5 separate regions of the Mus musculus genome follow, and regions 1, 2, 3 and 5 are each linked to region 4. Evidence: chromatin contacts called from public Hi-C, HiChIP or PLAC-seq, Micro-C and promoter capture Hi-C data. All regions are on one chromosome and are shown on one strand. The core of a region is the stretch at or near the end of the contact, and the rest is flanking DNA. Distances in the headings are between cores, read along the strand shown. Region 1 overlaps Frmd5 (FERM domain containing 5). Region 2 overlaps Frmd5 (FERM domain containing 5). Region 3 overlaps Frmd5 (FERM domain containing 5). Region 4 holds the start of Frmd5 (FERM domain containing 5). Region 5 holds the start of Mageb3 (melanoma antigen, family B, 3).

What was found. Promoter capture Hi-C pulls out the DNA fragments that hold promoters and counts their contacts. Hi-C and Micro-C count contacts between places; a contact is called where the count stands out from the background. HiChIP or PLAC-seq counts read pairs in DNA pulled down with a chosen protein or histone mark.
Region 1: a Micro-C map of embryonic stem cells shows a contact between it and region 4, with 2.6 times the contacts expected there. The contact joins the enhancer-like site here to the promoter of Frmd5 in region 4. A contact is called at or near these places in 1 of 484 Hi-C or Micro-C datasets (embryonic stem cells), 14 of 115 datasets of contacts at active chromatin or transcription factors (astrocytes, embryonic basal ganglia, embryonic forebrain and 6 more) and 1 of 9 other capture datasets (pancreatic islet).
Region 2: a Hi-C map of the N1E-115 cell line shows a contact between it and region 4, with 3 times the contacts expected there. The contact joins the enhancer-like site here to the promoter of Frmd5 in region 4. A contact is called at or near these places in 2 of 39 promoter capture datasets (hippocampal neurons and stem cell-derived epiblast-like cells), 1 of 15 datasets of contacts at CTCF or cohesin (the NIH/3T3 cell line), 4 of 484 Hi-C or Micro-C datasets (the N1E-115 cell line, bone marrow-derived dendritic cells, cerebral cortex and 1 more), 13 of 115 datasets of contacts at active chromatin or transcription factors (SST interneurons, VIP interneurons, bone marrow-derived dendritic cells and 10 more) and 3 of 9 other capture datasets (adipose tissue, embryonic stem cells and pancreatic islet).
Region 3: a promoter capture Hi-C map of hippocampal neurons shows a contact between it and region 4, with 7 times the contacts expected there. The contact joins the enhancer-like site here to the promoter of Frmd5 in region 4. A contact is called at or near these places in 4 of 39 promoter capture datasets (the SN4741 cell line, cranial neural crest, hippocampal neurons and 1 more), 1 of 15 datasets of contacts at CTCF or cohesin (the NIH/3T3 cell line), 5 of 484 Hi-C or Micro-C datasets (the N1E-115 cell line, cerebral cortex, cortical neurons and 1 more), 19 of 115 datasets of contacts at active chromatin or transcription factors (SST interneurons, bone marrow-derived macrophages, craniofacial prominence and 12 more) and 1 of 9 other capture datasets (pancreatic islet).
Region 5: a contact with region 4 is called in an HNF4G HiChIP or PLAC-seq map of pancreatic cancer cells. The contact joins the promoter of Mageb3 here to the promoter of Frmd5 in region 4. A contact is called at or near these places in 5 of 484 Hi-C or Micro-C datasets (embryonic stem cells, forebrain and muscle stem cells), 5 of 115 datasets of contacts at active chromatin or transcription factors (embryonic stem cells, memory CD8 T cells and pancreatic cancer cells) and 3 of 9 other capture datasets (adipose tissue, liver and pancreatic islet).

Annotation. Positions count from the first base shown.
Region 1 is chr2:121,640,531-121,645,713 of GRCm38.p6, forward strand. All of the region lies in intron 1 of Frmd5 (FERM domain containing 5), which reads right to left. Among named protein-coding and RNA genes, the nearest start is that of Wdr76, 140 kb to the left of the region's middle. Within about 2 kb of position 2,556, at least 18 of the 459 cell types and tissues checked have an H3K27ac peak or open chromatin away from gene starts, as enhancers often do. A contact at or near this core is called in embryonic stem cells, where this site is marked.
Region 2 is chr2:121,662,030-121,667,107 of GRCm38.p6, forward strand. All of the region lies in intron 1 of Frmd5 (FERM domain containing 5), which reads right to left. Among named protein-coding and RNA genes, the nearest start is that of Frmd5, 140 kb to the right of the region's middle. Within about 2 kb of position 2,397, at least 10 of the 459 cell types and tissues checked have an H3K27ac peak or open chromatin away from gene starts, as enhancers often do. A contact at or near this core is called in the N1E-115 cell line, where this site is marked.
Region 3 is chr2:121,618,403-121,623,294 of GRCm38.p6, forward strand. The region is part of intron 1 of Frmd5 (FERM domain containing 5); the gene reads right to left. Among named protein-coding and RNA genes, the nearest start is that of Wdr76, 110 kb to the left of the region's middle. Within about 2 kb of position 3,234, at least 103 of the 459 cell types and tissues checked have an H3K27ac peak or open chromatin away from gene starts, as enhancers often do. A contact at or near this core is called in the N1E-115 cell line, the NIH/3T3 cell line, the SN4741 cell line and 10 more, where this site is marked.
Region 4 is chr2:121,804,580-121,809,881 of GRCm38.p6, forward strand. Frmd5 (FERM domain containing 5) reads right to left here and starts at 2,478. Exons shown (of 14, transcript NM_001360084.1): 1 at 2,151-2,478. The coding sequence starts at 2,252.
Region 5 is chr2:121,954,355-121,959,462 of GRCm38.p6, forward strand. It overlaps Mageb3 (melanoma antigen, family B, 3), which reads right to left and starts at 1,738. Exons shown (of 1, transcript NM_008545.2): 1 at 1-1,738. The coding sequence starts at 865. It overlaps Ctdspl2 (CTD (carboxy-terminal domain, RNA polymerase II, polypeptide A) small phosphatase like 2), which reads left to right and starts at 1,647. Exons shown (of 13, transcript NM_212450.4): 1 at 1,647-2,263.

The DNA of each region.
Region 1 (5,183 bases), core at 1,306-3,805, 160 kb before region 4:
TAAAATAAAAATAAATACATCATTTAAAAAATTCACACAAGTGCTGGCCTACTTACTTTAGAGGCCCCTGTTTGAGCATCTTTCCTCCCACATGCTTCCACACACATCCATGCAGAGTTTAGAGATGCTAGTCAATGATCCTATGCCCATATGATGGAAATGAGGCAGAACAGGGGTTTGGAAACATGGGCTCTTAGTGCCCTTCCTCCTTCTAACTGTGAGGCCATGGCAAGTCACCTGGCCTGCCTGGGTCTTAATTATTGACTTTATAAAGTGATTAAGTTTAACAAAAACATTCTAATGTATTTTTTAGAATTGTACTAGTAACAGCTAGGAAAACATAGTTTGTAGCGTAAGTCAAACCTAGCTATGTCATGGGGAACACTCAAATATGGGGGTTCTGATGCTGTACTTCAGGATTCTTACAAAGTTTGAGAAACTGAATCTCTGAAGACTATTCTGATGATGACCCAAAAGTGGGAAACACTGATATCAGGCTTGGGCTAGACCACAAAAGGCTAAAGATGAGCTGCGGGTGTAGGCAGTCGCTACGTGACAGTTTACAAATGGACAGGAAACTACCCATTTGTAAATAATAACAAACCAGGTAGATCATTGGTTATTATTGCTAGAGATCAAAGGAGTAATCAGAAACCAACACTACAAAGGTCAAAGAGAAGAGATCCAGCACACTCTAAGCTTGGCGAAGAAGAACCTCACCTCACTAGGGGGTCCATAGTTAGAGCAGCTACGAAGCTGACCTGGAGCCAGACTCAGCTCCAGATGCGGAGGGAGACGTGGAAATGGAGTAAGACACTCCTTCCTCTGTGTGGTTCACAATGTAAGATTTCAACAGGGCTGGCATTTTTAGTTTCTCTGGTTCATTAACCATAATCACATAAATGTTACAGCTAGCTCCTCAGTTGAAAGACCACAATGTAAATACCAGATGTGCACCAGGGCCAGAAGCAAATCACAGTCCTGCTTCTGCAGTGTGTCACAGACTGGTCCTATGTACCTGTTACTCAGAGCAAACCCAAACAATGAAATGTGATGTAGGCTTGCCTTCTTGTGTCTCAATAACAAAAGCTCAGACAGATAACCGGCCAACAAAACTGAAAACCACGACACTCCCAAAGTGAACACGATGGCATATATGTGCATCTGGAGAAGAAACAGTTAAATTTCTAGTAGTTGGATACAGTGGCACTAATCTGTGGGCCCAACTACTAGGGAGGATTGCTTAAGCCTAGAAGTGCACAATCAGACTGACTGGCAACATTCCAAGACCATGTATCTTTTTTTTTTTAAGATTTATTTATGTTATGTATATGAGTACAATGTTGCTGTCCTCAGACACACCAGAAGAGAGAGTTGGATTCCATTACAGATGGTTGTGAGCCACCATGTGGTTATTGGGACTTGAACTCAGGACCTCTGGAAGAGCAGTCAGTGCTCTTAACCACTGATCCATCTCTCCAGCCCGACCCTGTATCTTTTTAAAGCAAATAAATAAATAAATAAATAAATAAATAAATAAATAAATAAATAAATAAATAAATAGTCCTAGACAGGAAAGGAATTAGTTAACTAATCAATGAAAACACGGAAGTGACTGACAGTGGCAAAAAGTAGTCTCAGAGGAAGTGATGACACCAGAGTAAAGGACATGGGGCTGGAAACAGATCTAGGGTTAGACTTAGAGGGATGGTGGCATATTCCCCAGGCACAGGAGGAATGCTAGCTCAGGGTCACGCTTTCTGATGAGAAGGCAAGTGCTGTTCACAGTCCTCAGGATGAGTCTCCCCACCAGGAAACAAAACTCCAGTTCTCAATATCTGCACCATTTTAAAGGCTGGCACACGAGTATTAGTCTGATATGCTCTTCTCATTCCTCTGTACATTTATAACCAACAGAAATGGAGGCCTCAGTGGCCGACACATATTTAGATAACAGAGTGATCCTTCTGACTTCTAAGGTCACGTTTTACAGTCTGTGTTTATGGGGGCTTTGCAGCCTCAGACCACTGTGAACAGCAGAAACTGCTGGTACTTCGGGGTATAAGCAAGCTCAATGGGCCAAGTCCTCATCAGTATCTCGCCTGCAGATGCTCCATAACTGTAGACTATGGAGACCTGGAAGCCAAAGCCCAAGCGGCATAAACAAGTTCAAGGCTAAGACATTCTGCCAGAGAAAAAGATGTTTAAGGAAACACATTTTAGTCTGTGAGAAAATGAGGTGGCAATTTCTGGCTGACCTTCAGTGACTGTTACATATGGTATGCTGATTAGCCTTTATATGCACTTACTAAAGACTGAAAGGATAAAAGCCAATTTTAATGGCAACGAGGTGGGTCTAAACTTTTCTTTTTTAAAGACACTGACTTGCTACTTAACTGTAGATGGCCTGAAACTTGCTATTTAGACCAGGCTGGCCTCTGTTTTCTTAGAGATCACTTAAGTTAGAAGTTAGAGACCGTACTGTCAGAAGGGCAAGCCCTTCACAGCCTCCCACCCTAAAAAGCTGATTGGCCCTGTACTGCGGAGCCGGTCCTCACCCCCTCCCTCTGTTTCCCGCCTGTCATCCAAGAATGCGGAAGAAAATCAACATACTCTCCTTCAGTGTTATTCATAATAAAGTGCCTTTCAAATTTGTACAAACAGTCTTCGCCAGGGTTCCAAGGCCCTAAAAAGACCTCTAGTAGCTAGTAAGTAGCTGACTACTTGGTATTCAGTAAAAATTTCATCAAGGAAATTACCTATTCAGTACTAATTAACATTATAAAAGATGGAGCCAACAGCTCAGGGCTAGTCTGCTAGATGTTTACTAAGACAGTAAGGACAGTCTTATCCAGATACGGGTTTTCCATAAAAATAATTAAGATATACCACTGGAGACAGGTTTCTTCATTAGGCCCTTAAAATTCAGGCAGAACTATAGGGCATAAATAAATTTTATGCCTCGACCCAGCCTTTTCTTTTTTATATTAACAACTGCCTAGCCCCCGCTCTTCTCTTCCAGGTTTCCAAGATGCCTTTCCAGACTAGAACCCAGGCATGTGAGCCGCTGGCCGGCCACAACACCCTAGTGCTGGGACTAACGGTGTGAGCCACCATGCCTGGCTGCATATGAACTAATGTTAAAATAAACTTCCCAGGCTGGCAAAATGGCTGAGAAGGTAAAGGCACTTGGTACCACTGCTAATGATATTCATTCAATCCTCAGAACCCATGTGGAAGCCAGGTGTGGTGGCGCACGCCTTTAATCCCAGCACTTGGGAGGCAGAGGCAGGCAGATTTCTGAGTTCGAGGCCAGCCTGGTCTACAAAGTGAGTTTCAGGGCAGCCAGGACTACACAGAGAAACCCTGTCTCGAAAAACCAAAAGAAAAAAAAAAAAAGAACCCATGTGCAGAGGTATTCTATGATTGCCACATGCGTGATGTGACATTCAAGTACTCGTGTGTGGCACGCATGCACACAAGTACATAACACACACACACACACACACACACACACACATACACACAGAGTAATATTTTCTTCCTGGATATCCAGAAATATAGAATCATGACTTATCTACCAGGAATAGTTTATGTTTTGAAAACGGGCAAGGGAAGACAGACTGTGTGTCCTGTCAAGGTCTCTTTGCCAGAGTAAAGATACTGTACGATTTTTTTTATCATTATGGAGTTTTATCTTACTCTAAAGCTGCCAATTATTTTTGAGCACTGCACTTAGATAGCTGTTTGCTTTGTGCATCAAGCATCCTCTCTCCCTGGCCCTCTCCAGTTAAAGGGCATTAGATTTCAGACTGGGGCTCTAATGAAGAAGAAAGGCTGCAGAAAAATTTTCCTTCCAGGCAAGCTGTGATGGGGACTGCAGTGGCTTTGACATCTGCGGCTCCCACAGAGCCAGTGGCTCCCAGAGTGCCAGTGCACTCATTGAAATGAGCCCCAAAGGAAACTGTGGTGGCTTTGATATCTGTGGCTCCCACATCACCACTGCATCCACACAGATGAGCTCTGAGTGCAAGGGGCTGCAGAGTCAGACCAACACTGCTCCACCTCAACTGCTCGGGTTTGCAACATGAATAAACATGTTCAAAACACCTTACTTGGAACATTGGCATCAGTGGTCTCATCTTACCTCCCACACACCTATTGTGGAGCGAGACTGCAACTTAGGGGCCTTATGGAAGTTTTTAGTGGTCTACGAGCAAATGGGTGTTTTGTTTTTAGCAATTATACATTTGTATTAAAAGACAACCTATACTGCCAATTCAGGCTTACTAATAGCCCCTCAGTAAAAGGACCAACACAGACCCTCTGAGCTTCTCTCCAAAGCTCCCAATTCTTGTCCCCCTCCCCCATGACAATCTCTTCACATGAAGAGTCATTGAGAGGAACTACTTGACATTTTGAAATGAGGCATTGGCCCATTTGTTCTCCTCTCACTTGTAGCTACGCATGAGCTCTGTTGAATCTGAATCTGTGCTTGAATCAGGACGGACTCCATTCTCTAATGTCTAATCTCTGGACAGTGTGGTCTTCTAGCTTTGAATCTGACCAAGCATTGACGCCCATCGTTCCCAGTAAGATGAAGCCTGAAAGACACCGGGACTCTGTGAAGCAGATAACAGGGACAGTTATTAAAAAGCACCGCTTTCTGCTTGCATAAAGTTTCTCTGGATTTTACCAGGTTGGCTGACAATAGATTCTGTGAATGGAAATATTCTATGTCTTCATTTGATAGGTACTAACCACTTAGAGCTCACTTAAAATGTTGCTAATACATCAGGAACTGAACTTATAGGCTATTCCTAGGTCAGCCACTGTGAGTTTCTGATTGGGTGCTGGGAACCAAACTCAGGTCCTCTGCAAGAGCAATATACACTTTTTAACAACTGAGCCATCTCTCTAGCTTAGTCTTATTTTAACTTAAATATACACATGTGGCTAGTAGGTGTAGTCCGGATAGAGATTCAAGGGGAAAATATGATATAACTATATTATAATCTCAAAAAGAATAAAAATATAAAAAAATAATAGAAATGCCTTACATTCCTGGAATGAATGACCCTTCTATTGTAATGTTAAATTTGATTTGCTAGTATTTCATGGAGGATTTTTGAATCCATATTCATTGGGAGCATTGGTCTGCAATTTTCTTTTCCTTTGTCTTC
Region 2 (5,078 bases), core at 1,147-3,646, 140 kb before region 4:
AAATATGGCTTCTAAAGCCAGCTACAGTCTATAGGACAAGGGTCATTGTCTAGGAAAGGCTAAATGTTTATCTGGTTATGTGTATAATGAAAAAGAATAGGAAAGAGGAACCATGGCACATCTATATTCGCATTGAAATCAATACTGTAAGAATATGTTATGCAGAGGGTTATTTAAATTAATGTTATCTACTGAAAATATGTGCAGGCTGGCATCAAAGTATTTAATATTGTTTAGATCAAGCGATTAGACTCTGAAGCTTAATGGAAATAAATTTTAAAAGTCACCTTTTACAAATGTTAATATAAGTGGGATATATAAGTACAAAATATCGGGGCTGGAGAGATGGCTCAGTAGTTGAGAGCACTGACTGCTCACCAAGAGGACCTGGGTTCAATTCCCAGTACCTGCATTAACAGTTCATGACTGTCTGTAATTCCAGTTCCAGGGATCTATGCCCTTTCCTGACCTCTGGAGGCACCAGGCACACACATGGCAAGTAGAGATATACATGTAGGCAAAACACCCATACACATACACTTAAAACAAATATAAAATATCCTTTGTGTCAGAGACACAGTTAAGCAGCAGGCAATGGGTTTACTCCATGTCCAGTGGGATCTAGGTACTTAAAGAGGGAGAACATATTCTTAATAAGACATAGAATGACATGACAGCTGTCTGTATAAAGTGACGAGGGGTGCACTGGCTAAGCTTGGGTATGTGTGTGATCTAACCTGGAGCAAGAGAATCTGATAAGCAGTGTTTGCATATGGAGCCCTGAAACAAAAATAAACACCACTTTAGAGCATATGGATTCAAATGAGCCTGTCAGGAAATTTGGAGTTTAGCGGCACACACTAGTGACTGAACCTTCAAGAATACCAGTCAGACCAGCTGGGGAGAGCTCAGAGGGCAACCACACTTCCCTCCAAGACATGCTCTGTGCATTTGAGCCTGGGATCCACATAGTCTTACAAGAAACCAGGATCCTGTAAGCTGCCTCCTGACCTCCACATGGGCTCTGTGGCTGCATCTCCTCCACTGTGATAATTTAAAACACTCCAAATGAATTAGAGGCTGACTCAAAGACACAGGGTGGGACAGGGAGAGGAAGGAATGTCAGGCTTCCAATTTTTTTTCCAATTCTTTTTCTCACATAGATCAATAAAACTTTTTGTTTAAAACAAGCATGGTGGTACACACCTTGGGAAGTGGGGACAAGAGGAGGAGAGTAAGGCCCCTTGGCTACATAGAGAGTAAGAGGCCAGCCTGGGCTATGTGAGACTATTTTTAAAAAGCCTTTGCTCTTGAAATCCCAAGTTAGCACTCTCCACTTGTCTTCCGTCCGTGAGTCTTACTGCTGCAGGGTCTGTACAGGGAAACACTAGCACAGGAAGGCTGGTCTTTGAGGGGGGTGACAAGAGCTGATGCAAACCACACGCGGAATGTGTCTGTCACTGTTTTGTCCCAGGCTGGGCTTTATTTCATCCAATCTGGAAAGTTCTAGAGTCGATATTAACATAGCTAGTGTATCCAACTGACATCTGCCTTGTGCTTACTGATGCCGATCTAGCGCCATCAGAGATGCTCTGGGGAAGACAACCCCAGGTATTTTAAAGGGATCAGAATGATTATTATTTTTTAATAGTCAGAAAGGCTAGTCAAAAATATTTTTACAGCCCATTAAATAAAAAAAGAATAAAATCCTTGACACATTTAACACTAAATGCTGACTTGATAGTATTTTCTGCCTTCTAAATATTTTCAATTATCATTATGATTCCTTTGAATTTATATATTTTGGGCAAAACAATGATCTAAATAAGAATTTTTATGAGTCTTATTTTCAAGTAATTTTTATTTGTTTTTGTTTTATGTGCATTGGTTGTTTTGCATTTTTTTATGTATGTCTGAGTGAGGCTGTCAGATTATGAAGTTACAGATCATTGTGAGCTGGGAATTGAACCCGGATCCTGTGGAATCGCAGCCAGTGCTCTTAACCACTGAGCCAACTCCCTAGCACTCCCTCCAGCCCCAGCCCCAGCCCCAGCCCCAGCCCCAGCCCCAGCCCCAGGTTGGTTGCTGTTTGTCTGTTTGTTTTTGCTCTTTCAAGACAGGATGTCTTTGTGTAGCCCTGGCAGTCCTGGAACTCACTATATAGACTAGGCTGGCTTTGAACTCACGTGTTCCACCTACCTCTCCCTCCTGAATTCTGGAATTAAAGGCATGGGCCACCATTGCCTGGCTTGAAAGAGTCCTTTAACATAGAAAAAAAAAAAAAAACCCAAAAACCCAACAACAAACACTAATGGCTGTGTCTACCACCATGTGCTAAGGTAAGTGAGCTAACATTTGCTCAGTGCTGCTGGCTGCTACTCTTGCTTTGTACAGCAGCAGCTTGGGTCTACTGCCCTCAGCTGACTGATGAAAACCAGGGCCACTGAGAAGCTATGTGTCTTCATTTGTGTGACAAACAGGGGCTTGCGAAGTTAAGTGTTCTGGGATGTGGCTTGGTAATAATAACAGAGCTGACACAGGATGCTCCAGGCCCTCAGTCTGATGTCCTGGCATCACCACCAAGGAAGGAGAAAGAGAGAAAGGGGGAAGATCAGAGGAGGAGGAAGGAGGGGTCACTAGGTGCCAGTGAGGATAGGGAGGAAGACAGAGAGGAAGTTAGATAATGGGTGTTGAAGTACAGTTAAGTTCTTGTCTTTTGTACTCTACTGGTGTGACTACGGTTTATAAAAGCCTATTATGTATTTTATGAAGGGGAGAGAGAGAGAGAGAGAGAGAGAGAGAGAGAGAGAGAGAGAGAGAGAGAGAGAGAGAGAGTTTAAAGGCTCCAAACACAATGAAATGATGAGCAATAAATGCTAATTATACTGATTTGATAATTATACATTGTACACATGTACTGAATTATCTCTGTACCCCACAAATATGTACAATTACTATGTCAATTAAAGAGAAAAAATTTTTAAAATCACCACATAAAATACCCTAAGTATAAAAAGCCCCAGAATTAGAAGCATGCATTCTTTTGTTTTGTTTTGTTTTGTTTTGTTTATGTTAACAGAATATTCTACACACTAATTAGCTCATGACCTAATTAGTGTTCCACATGTAAACATGAACTATTGTTGGCTTTGAAATAAAATCTGGTATGGAAGGATCAATGGAAGAATTACACAGAGCTAGGAGCGTCTGAGGAAATTAGAAGACATTGCCTGTGTCTGGAGCAGAGAATGCAAATGAAGGCAGATGCCCCCCTCCTCCCCAGGTGAGGGCCTAATAGTCTGGAGGGCTACTGTGGTGAGTGCCCTTTACAGCCTTTCTCAGAGTCAGAGAGGTGTGGCTTTCTCTGTTAAACAGGATAGGTTCTGGGCTACAGCCCCTAAAAGCACCTGTTCTCACCAGCCTTGGCCACAGGGACTCCAGCAGCAACCATGGTCAGAACCATTCCTTATTTCCCTCCCCCCTTTGATTTCACTTAGTGTGTTACATCTTAATCAAAAACTGTCCCATGGAAAGTCTTCCTTTCCATCCTGATATCTGTCTCCTTTCTACCCTGATATTTCTAGAATTTAAAATTACATCGGAGGGGCTAGAGAGATAGCTCAGTGGTTAAAAGCACTTGCAGCTCTTCCAGAGGACGCAGGTTTGATTCCCAGCACCCACATAGTGGGCTTTTAACTCCACCTCCAGGGAATCTGATGTCTTCTGGTCCCCACTGGCACGAGCATGCACAGAATGCACATAAACTCATGTGGGCACACACATAAACATAATTAAAACTTATAAATAGAAAACTTTAAAATTGCATTTGATTATTATTATATCATTATATATTACCAAATTTGTCATAATCTAGCAAGGGTTTTTTCTTCTCTCTTTTACATTTATAGCATATGACTCATTACTTCAAAACCATTAAGGCTGATATTATTGTTTTTCTTATTAGCCTATAATTTATTTGCTTATGATTGGAGTTGCAAATCTATTATCAGACTCAGTTGTAAACCTTGCCCATTATAACCAAGTATGCTGTTAGAAGTGTTATTTTTTTTTCTTAATAAATCCCAGTTTGAACTTGGTGAAATGCTTTTTTCAACAGGAGACAGTTCTATACATGAAAACAAAATTAGCCTTATCAGCCAGGAAATCCTAGCCACTCAAAATCCATAGGAATCCTACACATTTTGAAAGGGACCAAAAAAGAGACTCCATTTTTCTGTTTCCAAATTTATTCTGCTTCTGGTGATTGCCATGTCTGTATGAATGCAGATAGTGATGGCATGGGGCCACAGTTCCTCATTGTCTACTAGCTCTTTTGTTTGCCTCTGGCATAGGTAAATAAACAGCAGGTGTATTCACTATTACCTAAGTCTTACATGTTTGCAAGTTCTGAAAATATAACAGAATAAAACACTGTCAAAAAAAGAATCCTTGGGGCATTTGCTGGAACCTGACCTAAGTCACTTATACCCATAAAGAAGGGCAGAAAGATCTCATGCTTGTGCAGGGACAGTAGACTCCAACCCTGGGATCACAACTCAGAACTGCCGGCCACTGAGTAATGTTAGTGGTTTTCTTTTGTGGTACTATAATAATGCCAAGATCTTAAAAATAATACTTTCTATCCCTTCAGAGACACTTTGTAATTTTCACCCAGATCTGTTGTATGCAAATCAGATACTACCACTCACAGAATGGCTATCTTTTTTTTTTATTACGTATTTTCCTCAATTACATTTCCAATGCTATTCCAAAAGTCTCCCCCACCCCCACTCCTCTACCCACCCATTCCCATTTTTTGGCCCTGGTGTTCCCCTGTACTGGGGCATATAAAGTTTGCCTGTCCAATGGGCCTCTCTTTCCAGTGATGGCCGACTAGGCCATCTTTTGATACATATGCAGCTAGAGTCAAGAGCTCCGGGGTACTGGTTAGTTCATAATGTTGCACCTACAGGGTTGCAGATCTCTTTAGCTCCTTGGATACTTTCTCTAGCTCCTCCATTGGGGGCCCGAATGGCTATCTTTTTTAGAGCAAATGACACACACACACACACACACAC
Region 3 (4,892 bases), core at 1,984-4,483, 190 kb before region 4:
CTGCTGACGGCCTTCAAATCAGGTTTGGGTTTTTTTTGTTTGTTTGTTTGTTTGTTGGTTGGTTTTTTTAGAGAGATGTAAAAAACAAACAACATCAAGGCACTTAAAATAGACATTATCTGAGATGACATCCTTTTTTTTTTTTTTTTTTGGCTCCAAAGTTTTCAACATCTTAGTTACTTATAAACATGTGCTCAACAAGAAGAAACAGAATGGAGAAATCTACAAGGCTATGATGCTGTTCCTGGGTCACGTGCAAATGAAAATATCTCCAAATATAACTATATCTATGTTTCTTCACCTCCATTTTGGAATACTCAGTATCATCAAACAAAATGATTTTAAAAACATTTTTTTTTTAAAGTCAGGGTCTATCACTCTATAGCCCGGAAATCCCTGTATAGAGCGAGCTGGCCTTGAATTTGGGGGAAATCCTTTCTCTGCCTCTGCCTCCTGAGTATTAGAATTAGCGGCAGGGGCCACCATGCCTAGAGAGGGTCTGTAGAAGATGGCTCTCAGTCCTTTCCCCGTGTGTGTATCTGTCCAGACAGGCTCTGCAGTGTTGGTTCATGAACTTCAGAAAAGGAAGGAACAAGCAGGGAGGGAGGTGGCCAATGTTCACTAAGGACAAACTTTGTTTTCAAAATCCATTTCAATGAATTTGTTTTAGTTTGTGCATGTGTGGCATCTATGTGTACGTCTGTGTGTATGCACATGCATATGAGGATGTGTGTGCACGTGTGGCCTGGGCTGGCACTGCAAAACTTCCTTTACTGCTCTCTACCTTCTAACTGAACCCGGAGTCACTGATTTGGGCTAACCTGGTGGTCAGGGGACCTCCTATCTCTCTTTCTCCAGCACCTGGCTTTTTACACGGGTGCTGGTGATTCCCACTTGGGTCTTCACATGTTATGAACTGAGTTATCTCCTGGCCCAAGAGCTGACCACGGTTTAAACTGCTTGCTTCTGCTTCAGTCTCCACAGCACTGAGGCACTGTTCCTCCCATTTTCCTAACTCTCTCTCTCTTTATCATCTATCTCTAGTTCTGTAGAAGTGAAGAATTGTCACTTCCTTTATTTATCCTTTTATCTACAATAACTGGTGTGTGTCTTCTCTTACAGAGCTTGATCATTCGCTCCAGTGAGGTGGTCAGAAAAATGCGAAGCCCATGCTCGATCCCAGCTTCTCCACTGACAGTGGGGAGGCAGGCAGGTACTCTGTTATATTAGTCAGGCCACCTCCTGTACATGTAGTTTTAAGTCAACCTGACACAAGCCAGAGTCACCAGAGGATGAAGTGTCAACTGGGAGGCTGCTTCCATAAGATTGTGCTGGAGGCACACCTGTGGGGCATTTTCTTAATGAGTGATTGATGAGAGAGGGCCCAGCTCTTTGTGGCTGTGGCCGGCCCTGAGCAGATGGTCCTGGGTTCTGGAAGAGAGCGGGCTGAGCAGGCCACGGGAAGCAGTACTGCTCCACGGCCTCTGCATCAGCTCCTGCTTCCAGGTCCCTGTCCTGCTTGAGATCCTGTCCTGGCTTCCTTTGATGATGAACTGAGATGTAGAAGTGTAAGCTGAAAAAAATCCTTTCTTCCCCAAGTCTCTTTGGTGTTTCATCACAGCAATGATCACCCTAAGACGCCCCCAAATGAAGTACTCCATTGCTAGACAGGACAGCCTAACTCCAGGCACCATAATCTCGAGCACTGTGCTCTCCTCCCAACCCCACAAGACAGAATCTCAACACTTAACCTAGGCTGTCCTACAACTCATCCTATAGACCAGGCTGGCCATGAACTCACAGAGATCCACCAGCCTCTGTATCCTGAGTACTGAGATTAAAGGTGTGTTTACCACATCTGGTGGGAGCACTGTACTCTTTTTTATTTTTTTATTTTTATTTTTATTTTTTGCACATTGTATTCTTAAGACTTTTTAAAGATGTATTTATTTTATATATTTGAGTTCAGTGTTGCTGTCTTCAGACACACCAGAAGAGGGCATCGGATCCCACTATAGATGACCTACCATGATGGTTGCTGTGATTTGAACTCAGGACACCCGGCGGAGTCATCTCTTTAGCCCTCTAAGATGTGTTTTCAAACAGTCTCTTATCAGCATGGCAGAACACATTTAGTGGTACCTTATACAATAAACAATGGCAACAACAAAACAAACACTTCTACCTAATTACTAATTCAGTTGCCAGTTTTCTTTGATTCCCAGTAAATTCCCTGAGCTTCCTTGTTCCAGGAGCGAGTCGAGTCACCGTCTCGCCTCCCTCTCTCACCGCTCTTTCTGAGACACTTGGTGCTTGTCTCATCTGTTCCTCCCCTGTCACTGAAGAAACTACACACTAGTCACTGTTGTGAGTCTGTCCTACAGATGGAGAGGCTGTGGGTCCAAGAGGCCCAGCAGGTGCCATCTGTGAAACCATTCTGATTATTTGTGAAGTGTATCTAAGAGGATTTCAATTCTGTCTTTCAGGTTTCTCTTAGCTCTGTTAATGACTCGGTGTATGGTCCTTTTTTCTTAATTAAAAGTCATTAACCTGTCTTGACAAAGAATGGTGCACTTGAGTCCACACTGGGACCCAGACTCTCAGAAAACCCACTCATGTGGCTGGATTGATGGATAACAAGGCAAAGGAATGGCGGAATGGTGCAGAATAGCCCTGCAGGCTGGCTTATGCCTGTGTGCTGGGCTTTATGATGGGCTGGGCTGGAGGTTAAAGGTCAGAAAAACTGAATTCAGGAAGGGTGGAAGCAATATCACTTGAAAAGCAGAATGGGAGTGGGGAAGAGAAAGGAGAAGCCATTTGCCCTGCCTCTGAGGCCAAAGCTTCTTTAAGGAGGGCTCATTGCCTGCATTCCACACTGGATTCCTAATGATACTACTGGTGCTGAAGCCGTCCCTCTTTCTGTGTGGTGGTCTCTGTCACTATAGTTACCAGAATAACAGGTTCCATAGGAACTGACACATTCTGGTTTTCTACTCTGTGCTGCTTCTAGCCATTGCTTCATTCCACACCACACCTGGCATGCCAGCAACAGTGACTGTCAGCTCCTCTACCCATAATCCCAACACAAAAGAGCCCCGCTGACCTCCACACAAGCCCAGTCTTGCCCCACCCCACCCCAATTACTGTGCTTTCTCACTAGAGGTTATGAGCAACAGCCAGTGACTATGAGAAGTCTCGCTCCTTGGGCCTCAGAGCCTCCTGCCTCCATTCCCCTGAACAGAACCATCTGCTACCCACAGGCTCGCCACACAACATCTTTGATGAGTCACAGTTAATGACAAGTTCAATGTGAGTACTGCCAGAATGATAAATTTAACTCTACTCAAATATTCATCACAGACTAAAGAAAGAGTCTTTTAGTTTTCAAAATTGAAATATTTTAAGCTTTAGAAAACTGCTTGCCTTTAAAAAGAAACCAAACACAGTCCCGGTAGTTCCAAAAACATCAAATGGAACTGAGGCAGTCGGCAAAGCTGACATCATGCGCTCGGAAATAATTGCAATTGATCGGAACAGTTGATAGAGAAGACTTGGTAAATAGAGTAGTGAACGCCGTGGGAAAAAGACACAGAAGCCGGCTCCAGGGGGCAGGCAGGCAACTGTTGGGTCATGTGACTATTGGGACCCTTTCCAGGTTGTGTGGTTTAGGCTCACTTGGGGGAGCCTTTCTTATTTCACGTGTTTGTCACTTAACAGATTATTTTCTGTGTCAAGATTCACCATATTTCCCTCACCTGGACATCTTGTTAGTTAAAGGACTAGCGAATACAGTAAGTGGACAGGGCCGATGTTCTCTTGCCTTTTAATGGGTTTATTGTGTGGCCTATGGAGAAATGGGGACCTGCGTTCCTGCTCACAAAACTTCCTTTATGAAATTAATTTTAAAATCTGACAGTATAATGGAAACCAACAGCTCTCCTTAAAATGATTTTATAATCGTTAAAAGATAAATAAGAAATAGCTTGGTGACAATGGAAATCAGAAAATAAATGAATGCAAATAGGTCCTTTTTCTGATGTCAGGCTGAGTAGCAAAATTAGATAAATTCTCATTTTATTTGCACCAAAAAATAAAAATAAAAAATAAAAAAAATCAAACAACTCCCAAGCCCTAACCTGCAGAGAAATGTGCTTTTCAAAGCATTTATGGGGTCGGGGAGAGTGCTCAGTCGTCAAAACACTAGCCATGTAAGCCAGGTGACCCGAGTTAAACCTTGGAGCTCGAATTCAATGCATAAATCCTATAGTTTGTAATCCCAGAACTACTCAGGCAATGGGAGGCAGAGACAGGGCGATCCCCAGGAGCCTGCTGGACAGCTTGGGTTTGAGGCAGTGACTGAAAGGCTAAAGGCACCACCGTAACAAGCTGAAGGTGAGAACTGACGCCCGGATGGCCTTCTGACTTCCACACTGTGCTATGGTACATGCTTATCCGTGCCTCCCCACCCTGCACTCATAAAAATTAAAGGCATTTGTGGATGTAATTTTTATTGTAGCCATAGATTAAGATAGATGTCTAATTATTCCAGGACTAAGGAGACAGATGCAAGAGGAGAATCTATTCAAGTTCAAGGCGAGCTTGGGCTACATGGTGAATTCCAGGCCAGTCAGGTCTACACAACGAGACTCAATAAACTGACAAACAGAAGCTAGTCATTAGTAACAGGCCAAGTTCAAGCGGAGTCACAAAGACTCCATATAAATGTTACCAAGCACAGTGGTTCAGACTTCCACACAAAAGCCTTCACAGACCTTGCATTTATTTAGTGCTTGCCCCTTCAACTAGACCTCACACAAGGAGAGAAGGTATTACCTAAATGCCAACTCCAGACCATGATAATCCCTCTCAGCTCAGCATTCTGCCTGGTTTTG
Region 4 (5,302 bases), core at 1,228-3,727:
AAGCAACATCTAAATAGTAATGTAAAAAAAAAATGGCAAATGTGCTACAATTCCTCTATTTTAGAGGCTACACCAAAACCACCATATACAATGGTTAAGACATCTAGACTGTGCATGGGAGACATGATTCTTATAACATCATAAAAGCAACAAAAAATAAACACAAACACAGTAGAATATAGTAAGCATTACTCCGATAAGTCCAACTTAACTTTAAAGCATTCTTTTTTTTTTCTCCATGACAATAAGAACCATCACCAATTACAATATTAATCAACCTCACCTGCTCAAGGAAGAATAAAAAGTTGCCTTTCCTGAGACCTAAAACCACAAGGTTATCAAACATTTTCAGAGGAGTGGTGTTTCATTTGTACTCTATACCTTGACAAAAGTTAATGATCTACTAAGAAATGTTATGTTACTATATACCACAAAGGTATTCTTAAGATTTATGAAACCTAAACCTCACACTGCCCTCGGCAGGCTATTTTACACATTTGTTAAATTTTTATGCCATTTTTTTAAAGTCAAGACTTTTAAAGCTCTTGACAATGTACTCAAACTGAGAAGGTGTCAATTCCATGCTTTCTCCTCCTCCATTAAAACAAAACGGGGGGGGGGGTGTACATAGAAACAATGACACCATAGAAACAAAAAGTAGCAAGCCACTATGGAGTTGGGAAATAATACATACCATCTCTCCATCACGGTTAACTACAAAAACCCTTTCATTTCATGGCTCGCATTTTTATGGGCATTTAATCTATATTAAGTAGACTTCAAAAGGAGTCTGTGCTGAATCTCTACTCTCCTGGATCTTTGGCAGCAATCAGCACTTAAGCTCAGGGCTTGGGGTGAGGGGCGGGGGGGGGGGGGTGAGAGGGGAAGCGGGGCGGGGGGGCAGGTTTCTGGGGAAGAGGTTGAACTGAGCACAGTCAGCATTAAGCATCTACTCTCTACCCAGGGTCTTTCTCACAAGTCTCTCTCTCTCTCTTTTTAATGGTATTGTGATCTATTAGCAAGACGATAGATAGATGATAGACAGACAGACAGACAGACAGACAGACAGACAGAAGATAGATGGGGGCACCCTGAGGGTTAAATCTAGGCAGGCTCCCCCCCACACACACACACACATCTGTGCTTAGAAGCCTCCTCCAGGTTCTTGCAGGAAAGGAAAGGGATCAGGTGAGACCCTTCTGGGTCCAACTCAAATTTTCTTCTCCACAAAGAGCAGTTTTTGGCGGTGAGCGCAGGGTCCTCTGGTTGAAGAACTAAATCTGTGAGCATGGTCAGTGTTTTCAACCTCTGACTTTACAAAGGACAGACTGCATTCCTGGGGAAAACCATATTAGACTCCTGACGCGCCACACAGCAGTAGTGAAGGAACACAAGCAAGGGGTTGTAAAAACCAGGTTCTGAAAGAAATGCTGTGTGGCATTATTGCATTGTTGGCTTTTCCCTAAGTCCCCGACTCCTTCCAGCCACTGCTAACCTCCAAATCTCTGTGACTTGTTGCTAAATCTTTGCCTCACGCCCCCCACCCCCAGAAATAACCAACACGCTGAGATTTGGGGGTCAAAAGACAAGGAAGGGAGCTAGAGCCTCAAAGCACAGAGGGCTGGGCGCCTTCAATAGGCCACTCTGCATGGGCTGCGCGTTCCGTCTGACTCACAAACGCTCAGGAGAAATTATGACATAAACCTTTATCCTTCCAACCAGGGAGATAAAGGCTGGCTGGCGGGCCTGGCGGGGCCGGGGGAGCCTCAGCCCGCACCCCTCGACGGGGCGGCCCGGGCAGGCGTCTCCCGCCCTACACGCCTAGCTCAGGATGCCCGCCCAAGGTGCTGCCTATCCGCTGGCTGAAGAAGCCGAGACCCGGGGTCCCCCGCCCGAGAAGGCGCAGAGCAGGAGTTGCAGGTGCGGGACGCGACTCACCCCGCAGGGGCGCGCGGCGCGTGGTACCAGTGCCCGGCTGAGCTCGGGCTGGGATGCCGCGCGCCGGGCGGTGCGGCTGCGGGGCGGACAAAGCGCCGCGCCGGGGTTAGAGCTGGAGCGACCCCGGGCGGCGGACCCCGCCAACTTGGCCGAGTCTGGGGAGCCGGATCCCGCGAGCCGGCGGGCGGGCGGGCGGGCGGCGCGGCGCTGACCTGGATGGTGCAGGTGTACTCGCTGTCGTCCAGCAGCCGCACGGTGCAGCTGTACTCGCGCTCCAGACTCCTGCTGCTGCCGCTCATCAACCTGCTCAGCATCTTCCCGCCCGCTCGCCCGTCCTCGGGAGCGACGCGGCGGCGCTGCGGACTCCGGACCCGTCGCCCCTCAGCGCGGCAGCTCCGCGCCGGCCCTTAGCACCTGCACCATCACCCTGACCGGATCGCCACCGCTGCTTCCTCCCGCCCCACTCTTCTTCCTTCTACAGAGCCACCACCGCCTCCCCCAAACCCCAAGCAAGCTGGGTTCTCTCCCGGGCGCCCCACTGCCCGTGCCCAGCTCATGGGGCGGGGCCTAGGTAGGGGGCCAATGGAGGTCAGCGCGGCGGAACCGATTAGCAGGAGGAAGATCCAATCAGAATAAGGAATGGGGATGATGAGCGGGCGGAGGAAGCAATCATCGCAAAACAGCAGTAGTGAGCCCAGTCGGGCCAGCCCCCTAGCGCCCCAAGCCCTGGCTCGCTCCCTTCGCGGGCGGTGGTTGGTATGGATGCTGTTTGTCCTGGACCGGGCCATGTGTGGACACTTCACGAGATCGGTGTCTACAACCTGGAATAACATTTGAGCTGTTTCAGGAGTCAAGACTTGCACCCTGCAACACCCGGTTCTTGCTCTCTTGGAAGCCAAAGCGAGGAGGCGGCACCTGCAGAAAACAGTCACCCACATTCCCGACCTGGCGGCTCTCCCCACCTGTGCGCTGCCCTAAGTCAGCTCCATGGGCCCCTGTGCCTCGAGCACCCTTATTTTAGTGAACATCTGTTTTACAATAGCTATTTACTCTGGTGCAACCACAGAAGCTTGTAAGCGCCCGCGTTTAGCGCTTAGAAAACCCTACGCTCTAACCCTTCTTTTATTTTCAGAAGACAAAAGAAGGCTGAGGTGTGCTCCTTAGCTGGGCAGGGAACAGGAACTGGTGGACCTTTCCTTGTACTTTTAGAAAGAATTATTACATCTTCAGACGTCTGCAACAAAGCACAATGGTCAGGAGCTGTATTGCACAAAGAACCGGGGGGGGGGGGGAAATGCCTCCTTTCCTTTGTGTCCTCCCCATCGGCAGACTTAAAAGTTCCTTTCCACAACTTCGCTAAGAGACAGCCACCTTCAAAGATTTTATTATTAATAATACCAATGTGTGCCTGTGCATGGAATATGAACACTTAGGTACCACGTACGAGTGTGAAGGTCAGAGGACAACTTTGTGGAATCAGTTCCATCCTCCCACCTTTATGTGGTTTCAGTGATTAAACGGATGGCCAGACTTGCCTGACAAGCTATCCCACTGGCTCTCTCTACCTTCAAAGATTTCACTGAAAGGAAATGTTAAATAGGAGTTAGGTTGGAATAGGGGTGTAACCCAGTGGTAGAGCTCTTTCCTAGCAGGTGACAAGATCCAACATTGAAACAATGTCAATCCAAAACATTAGTACTGTGAGAAATATATTCGTTTAAAATAATGAATTATTAATTTCTCATTACATGTATGCTCTTACTATATCAGCATAACACATAACTATTAAAACCCCCTATAGTAGACTAGAAAGAATTCTAACCGTTTTGGGGGGGGCCAGGGGGGCTCAAGACAGGAGCTCACTGTGTAGCTCTGGCTGTACTCAAACTCACTATGTAGAGCAGGCTGGCCTCCAACTCACAGTGATCCACTTGCCTCTGCCACCATCCCACCCCCACTGAGTGCTGGGGTTAAAGTCATGCACCTCTATGCCTGAATCCTATTTTAATTTTAAAATGATTTTGTCTACATGTTTGCCTGAATCAAATCCAAGACTTTGCATTTGCTAAGGATTGGTAGTAGCTCTAATATTGAGCTACATCCCATACTTTTGCATTTTTGAGACAGTTTTATTATGTAGCTCAGATAACCTCAAAATGGATCCCCTTCAAGTTCTTCAGTGTTTGAATTAGAGGTGTTTGACTTTAACAGTGTGTTTTGCTAATATCTTTGAATTTCAATACCACTACCACCCCATATCACCTTAGTATTGCGGACTGCTCCCTTGCTGCATTTAGTAGCCATGGGAAGATGTTCCTCTTTTCAATGCACTCCTAAAATAGTTATGAGGCTAAAACCAAGCAGTCAAATGCTCTGTCTGTTTCACAACCTGGACAGTAGCTGGGACCTGGAATACAGAGGCAGGCATTCTATAAATGATGAACTGATAAATGGAATGATAGGTATGCTATCCCATCTACAACTCCAGAAAGATCCATGAAGAAACTAGGAGCTTCAGGAAGGTCTCATAGAGGAGCATAAGCGTTACTGCGTCGAAAGGAGAGTCGATTAAGTCCAGCCTTGTTGTGTAACTGGGAGAGATGGAAATTTTCAAGCAGGAAGCACTTTTGTCGAAGGCAAAGTTACTATTTGTTATAAAATCTAAAAGAGGAAGGAAAAATATCCAAGAAGCTAGAGGAAACCCATTAGTGTACTGATAGGGATGTACCTCTAACAGGTTATGCAAATAAGCAGCTGTTGGGATAAAAAGGCAAAGCACCATGAATCCAGGCAGCCAGGAGGAACTGAATGCCCCGAATGCTGTCTCCAAAGTAAGATGGTAGACGCAGTCAGGAAGGGCAAGATGGTGGCTGTTATGCAATGTTTCAAGTAGCATCCCAGCTTAGTCAAAGATCTCCTTAGATTAAGATTCACCCATCATTGTGCATATGATGCATCTGCAAGCTGTCCTTTGCTCCTGGATACAGAGCAGAGTGTGGAAAAACAATGAAATACTAGAGTCTAGTGCATGCCTTTAAAATATGAGCAGGAGTCCGGGGGAGACTGGAAAGTCGAACTGAAAAAATACTGTGCTTATTTTTTCACAAGTTTATTGAGCCCAGTACAGAGAAGGATTGTTCATTAAAAGGATCCATATAAGGCTGGAGATGGAGTTCAGTTGGTAGAGGGCCTGCTCAACTTACATAAAACTCTGAGTCCTATTCCATAACCACATAGAATGGGGTGTGTTGGTGTACAGCTATGATCACAGCACTCAGGACACAGAGGCAAAAGAATCAAAGTTAAAGGTCACCCTTCTGCTACAAAGTGGAGTTCAGGCCAGCCTATGCTAAGAACTTGTCTC
Region 5 (5,108 bases), core at 488-2,987, 150 kb after region 4:
CTGTGCCATTGACTTTAGCTAAAACTTTCAGGACTTTCATCTTGGTTGTTTCAGCATGGGCTCTGGGTCCCCACAGGAACTCATAGCTTGGGGGATCACTGCCAGGTACCTGGCGGTACTCCAGGTAATTTTCCTGCACTACATCTCTTATAAACTCCTCAGGCTCGCCAAAGATCAAGTGCTTCTTCCCAGCATATACCCCCACTCCATGCAGAAATTGCCAGACCTCTTGCTCAGTGGCACGGTTACCCTTCATGAAGATCACACCTAGGACAGACATTAGGAGACCTGTCCTAGGCAACCCCCAGTTACTACTCAAACTTCCCTCAGTGGAAAGACCCAGTTTGCCCACCAGCAAATAGGAATGAGTGCTGGGATCAATTTCCTTCAACTCAAGACCAAAGACCAATTCTAGGCGTGCAGAAGTTCTCCTGAGGATCTCAGGGAATTGCTCCTTATACTTCTTGTTAACTACTGCCAGCATTTCACTTCTTGTAACTGCTTCTTTCATCTTAAATTTATCTAGCAGGAATTCTATCAGCACACTAGCCTTCCTCATGATAGGATCTTTCAGTGTGTGCTGAATGGAAGTCCCTGCCTGGGTGCCATCTGAACTTTTTGTATCAGGCAGGACAGTAGCATTTCTACCACCTATACCAGAGCCTGTGCAGGATACACCTGCACCAAAAGATCCAGGGTTTTTCACACCCTGAGGAGCAGAACCACCAGGGAAGCTGGACCCAGCACTCAGGTCAACAGGAGAAGACCCTGCTTCCTCTGCAGTGGGCTGAACTACTTGAACCTCCCTGCGTGACTGCTGTCGTTTAGCACGGGAGCGGCTCTTACTCTTTTGACCCCTAGGCATGTTGACTGTGCTCAGGACTGAAGTAGAAGAGCTGACAGGCAGGAATCAGGACTTCCGAACTCGTGGATCAAGCTCTTTTCTGCAAACCCTAGGATTGTTCTCTTCAGACTGGCGTCCAAGCCTCTCCTGTCTCAATCAGCATTTCTTATAGAATAATGAGATCAGCTTGGAATTTCAGTCAAAAGTGCTATCTAGACCAGTGTTTCTCAACTTGTGGGTTGCAACCCTTAAGAGGTCAAACCACAGGTTGAATAAGATCATGGGAAAACATATTTGCATTCCGATTCATGACACTAGCAAAATTACAGCCATGAAGTAACAACAAAGATAATTTTATGGTTGGTGGGGTCATCATACATGAGGAACTCTATTAAAAGCGTTTCAGCATCAAGAAGATTAAGAATCATCCAGATTCTAGATGGAGCCCACAGTCGTGTGTGAAAACCCATTTGAAAGACTCGAGTTTTAAGCGTACAGGATCACTGCCCACATCGCGAGGAAGGGAAGGGTTAAGAGTCTCCTTCATAGGTCCAAGGGCAACAGGGGCTCCCGCTAGCAAAGTGACCTAGGAAGAGAACCTCGGGGACACTCCGCGAACCTCCGAAAGCACCGGGACCAGGCTGGGTCTGGCCATCGGGAGCGCAAGGCACTGGCTCCCGCTCCAGCGCGCCAAGCCGTTAGCACCGCCCCTTCCCGCCGGCTCCACCCACCGCCGCCTAGTCGCTAACCCTGGCCGCTGGGTGCGCGGCGCGTTCTTAAACCCCGCCTCCCAGGCCAGGGCGCGCTCTCCTTGTCGCCCGGCTCTAGGCGGTTCCGTTAGCGGCGGGAGGGAAAACCGCCCCCGGCGTCCCCGCCTCCGCTGCTAACGCTTTCCTCCCTACTCCCCCTGCGACCACCCCGCAGCCCGCTACGGAGGCCCCCGAAGTACAAACGTCCCCCACGCTCCGAGCCCCATCGGAGGCTGAGTCCAGTCTAACTCCTCGGGCCCTAAGCTCATTTTTTTTTCATTGTTTTTTGTTGTTGTTGTTTCTTGTTTTTCTTTTGGTCAGGAATTCGCTCTGGTGAGTTCCCTAAGGCGGCAGAAACTTCAGCCTCTTCACGGTAGTAAAAGTTGGTTTCCCCTCCCCCGCTGCCGCCCAGGCCTCCCGCATTCCTTCCCTCCCGCCTCTCCGGATCGGGGCGGGCGGGGGAGGAGGGAGCCAGAGCGCCTGCGCAGGGAGGCCGCTTTCCATCCGGGTCCCTGTCCGTGCGGTGCAGCAGGTCGGTAGGCGGGAAATGGCGACTGGCTGAAGGAGCTGGTTCTGTTGCTGCTGAGGGATAAGCGGGAAAGACACCACCTATTGCGCAGTCGGGACCATCGCCGGAGCCCGAAGACACTTTTCTGTCGTCACAGTGAAGGTAATTCCCTTGGTCCAGACGCTGCCGTTGCTCCGAAGCTCAGTCCTCTCTCAGGGCCGTCTGCCGGGATCTCCTCCCCTTCTCTAGCCGAGCCCTCAGCGGTTCCAGCAACGTCCGTAGGCATGCACTGTTGGCGCCTTGTACGTCCACTGTCGTGGAAGCTGCTCTGGCTTGGACTTTCCCCAGGGAACGGCCAGGGAGCTCACTTCCCGCCAGCTTCAGCTCTTAGGCTGCGGCCTGTGTTGTGATTTCTGGGGTTAGATTTCACTTTGCTACCCACCCCCAACCCCATCTCACGTTCCCAGTCTCTGACCCCGTGGACCCGATAGCTAATTAAGTTAGATTGCCTTTTCGAACCTTCTTGTGGGCCCACGTAATGTTTTTGGTATTTCATTCTTGTAGGGTGCATTAGGGGGGCGTTGCTCTCTCTACTTGAGCTCTTACAGACATCCTTTGAGAATCTGGAAAGAGGTTCTTGGAGCTTCTGTCGTTTTCTGTACTGCTAAAATGTTGAGTTGACATTACTACTTTTTAAAGTCAAGTGTGGTAGTAAAAACCAGCGTGTGTAGGAGGCCTCTGATTTCCGTAGTGGTTAGTTAAGGGTGAATCTTAATTCTATTTAGCATGTTGTTTACGTTGGGTAAGTCCGTATGAGTTTACCTTTGCGTTCTTGACCAGGATTCTGTGATAAATAATTGCATAAATAAATAGTGTTTATTTACTTCTCGCCCTAGTGGTAGCTGGATGTGTGAATGACGTTAGGCACTCTCAGAGTACCTCGGAGAAACCTACTGAGATACTGCCAGGAAACTACCCTAAGCTCCTGACATGAGTATTCTTAGATGCTACTCCAAGGCAAGGCAGGGAGTGTTATCTTTCTCATGCTACTAAGACAATACCAAGATTACGGTTACATCCATATACAAATTAGTGCCTTGAAATGATAGGCTTATCTACATGTTTTAGATTGTAGATTGCCTGTTACTTTGATTCATGAAATGCCAAGCTACACATTTGTGTTTGTGGTCCAGCAATTATCTCTATAAAAGCAGTGACATGGCATGTGGAAGCTAGTTTTTACTGGCTTTTGTTTTGATTTTTCTTTTTTTAATAGAGTTTCTCAATTTTTTTTCAATGGTTTGGTCATGTCGAGTTTGGGGCATTATAGGTGTTTTCTCCCCTGGAATAAAACGGAAGATTAAAACATGGCTTATATTACATATTAGTTAATGTTTCTCACTCAGTAGCCTTCTGCTTCATAGGTGCAGCCTAAAGTACTTCACTTGCTGTTCACATGTTAGGATTAAATTTCAGTAATAAGCAGGCACATGCAAACATTATAGTTTTTATTTGAAAGACTTAGCCCAAGGTCATAAAGAAAGTCAAGGTAAACATAGCTCTTATATGAAGTAGATTTAGGAGTGACCTGGGCCTCACTGCTCTTTCCTCACTGCTGCTTGATTTCGGGGTTTGGGGAGTGAAAGTTTAGACAGCCTGAGTCCTTGTTGAGTCATTTCATTTTAAAATGGGACCAATTATGTTACTCAGAAGAATTGGGATAAATTATGTCTGGTGCAGGCTTTCTCTGTGTTTTAACAATGTTTTAGGGGTAGGTTTTTTGATAAAATTTAGTTTATAGGTAGCAGAATCAGTATTGTACTACATTCAACTAGACCCTATATTCTTTTTTTGTTTAATTTTTGTTTTGTGAGACATGATTTTGTGTGTGTGTGTGTGTCACAGCTCTGTACTGGAACTCACTTTGTAGATCAAGGTGGCCTTGAACTCACAGAAATCCAACCTGCCTCTATCTCCAGAGGCCTGGGATTAAAGGCAAGCGCCACCACAGCCAGGCCAGTCCCTATATTCCTAATAGTCTCCTATGCATGATTTGAAAGGATGTGAAAACTGCCAAGTGCTATCTAGTCTTTTTCTCATGTGTGCTATAGTTGTATTGCAATAATAGGATTGTGTAGGAATACTAAATAGGATAGGTATATTTTAGAACATTCAGTTGTGCATAGTGCTGGTGCCTTACAGACATTTCATTTGAACTAGTGGTGCTATTTTTCCCCTGCTGTTAGAAAATTGATGATTGGGGGCTGGTGAGATGGCTCAGTGGGTAAGAGCACCCGACTGCTCTTCCGAAGGTCCAGAGTTCAAATCCCAGCAACCACATGGTGGCTCACAACCATCCGTAACAAGATCTGACTCCCTCTTCTGGTGTGTCTGAAGATAGCTACAGTGTACTTACTTTAATAATAAATAAAATCTTTAAAAAAAAAAAAGAAAATTGATGATTGATAAAGTTTTATCTTTTCCAGATTAATCTAGCCTATTCCAAGGTTGTATTTGATCAGATGGTTTCTTTGTAGGATGATTTGAGCAAAATCTGTCTGGATATGTAGTGCAGTGGTAAAGTGCTTGCCTGGCATTCAGGAAACCCTGGGTTGCTAAATCCCCATCGCCAGATGAGCTGGTTCTGGTGGTTCCTGCTGTAACTTACCTCAGGGAGGTGGAAGCAGAGAATCAGAAGTTCATCCACATCCCAGCTATAGTACACATTCGAGGCCAGCTTGGGCTACAGGAGGCCCTGCCTCTACAAGAAACTTGAACTTGCTCAGAAAGGATATACTGGACAGGCTTGTAACTAACTGCAGAATCAATTGCTGATTGATAAAGTAGTATTATGCTAACTTAATAATAATAATTCGCTATGCTTTTGATTGATAAATCAAAAATATATAAAGAATATAGTGGTTTGCCAGAATTTGAAAAGGGGCAGCATCTCATTTTTTTGTATTTGTAATTTATCAAGTTTTTATGAAAATATAAGGGAAGAAGA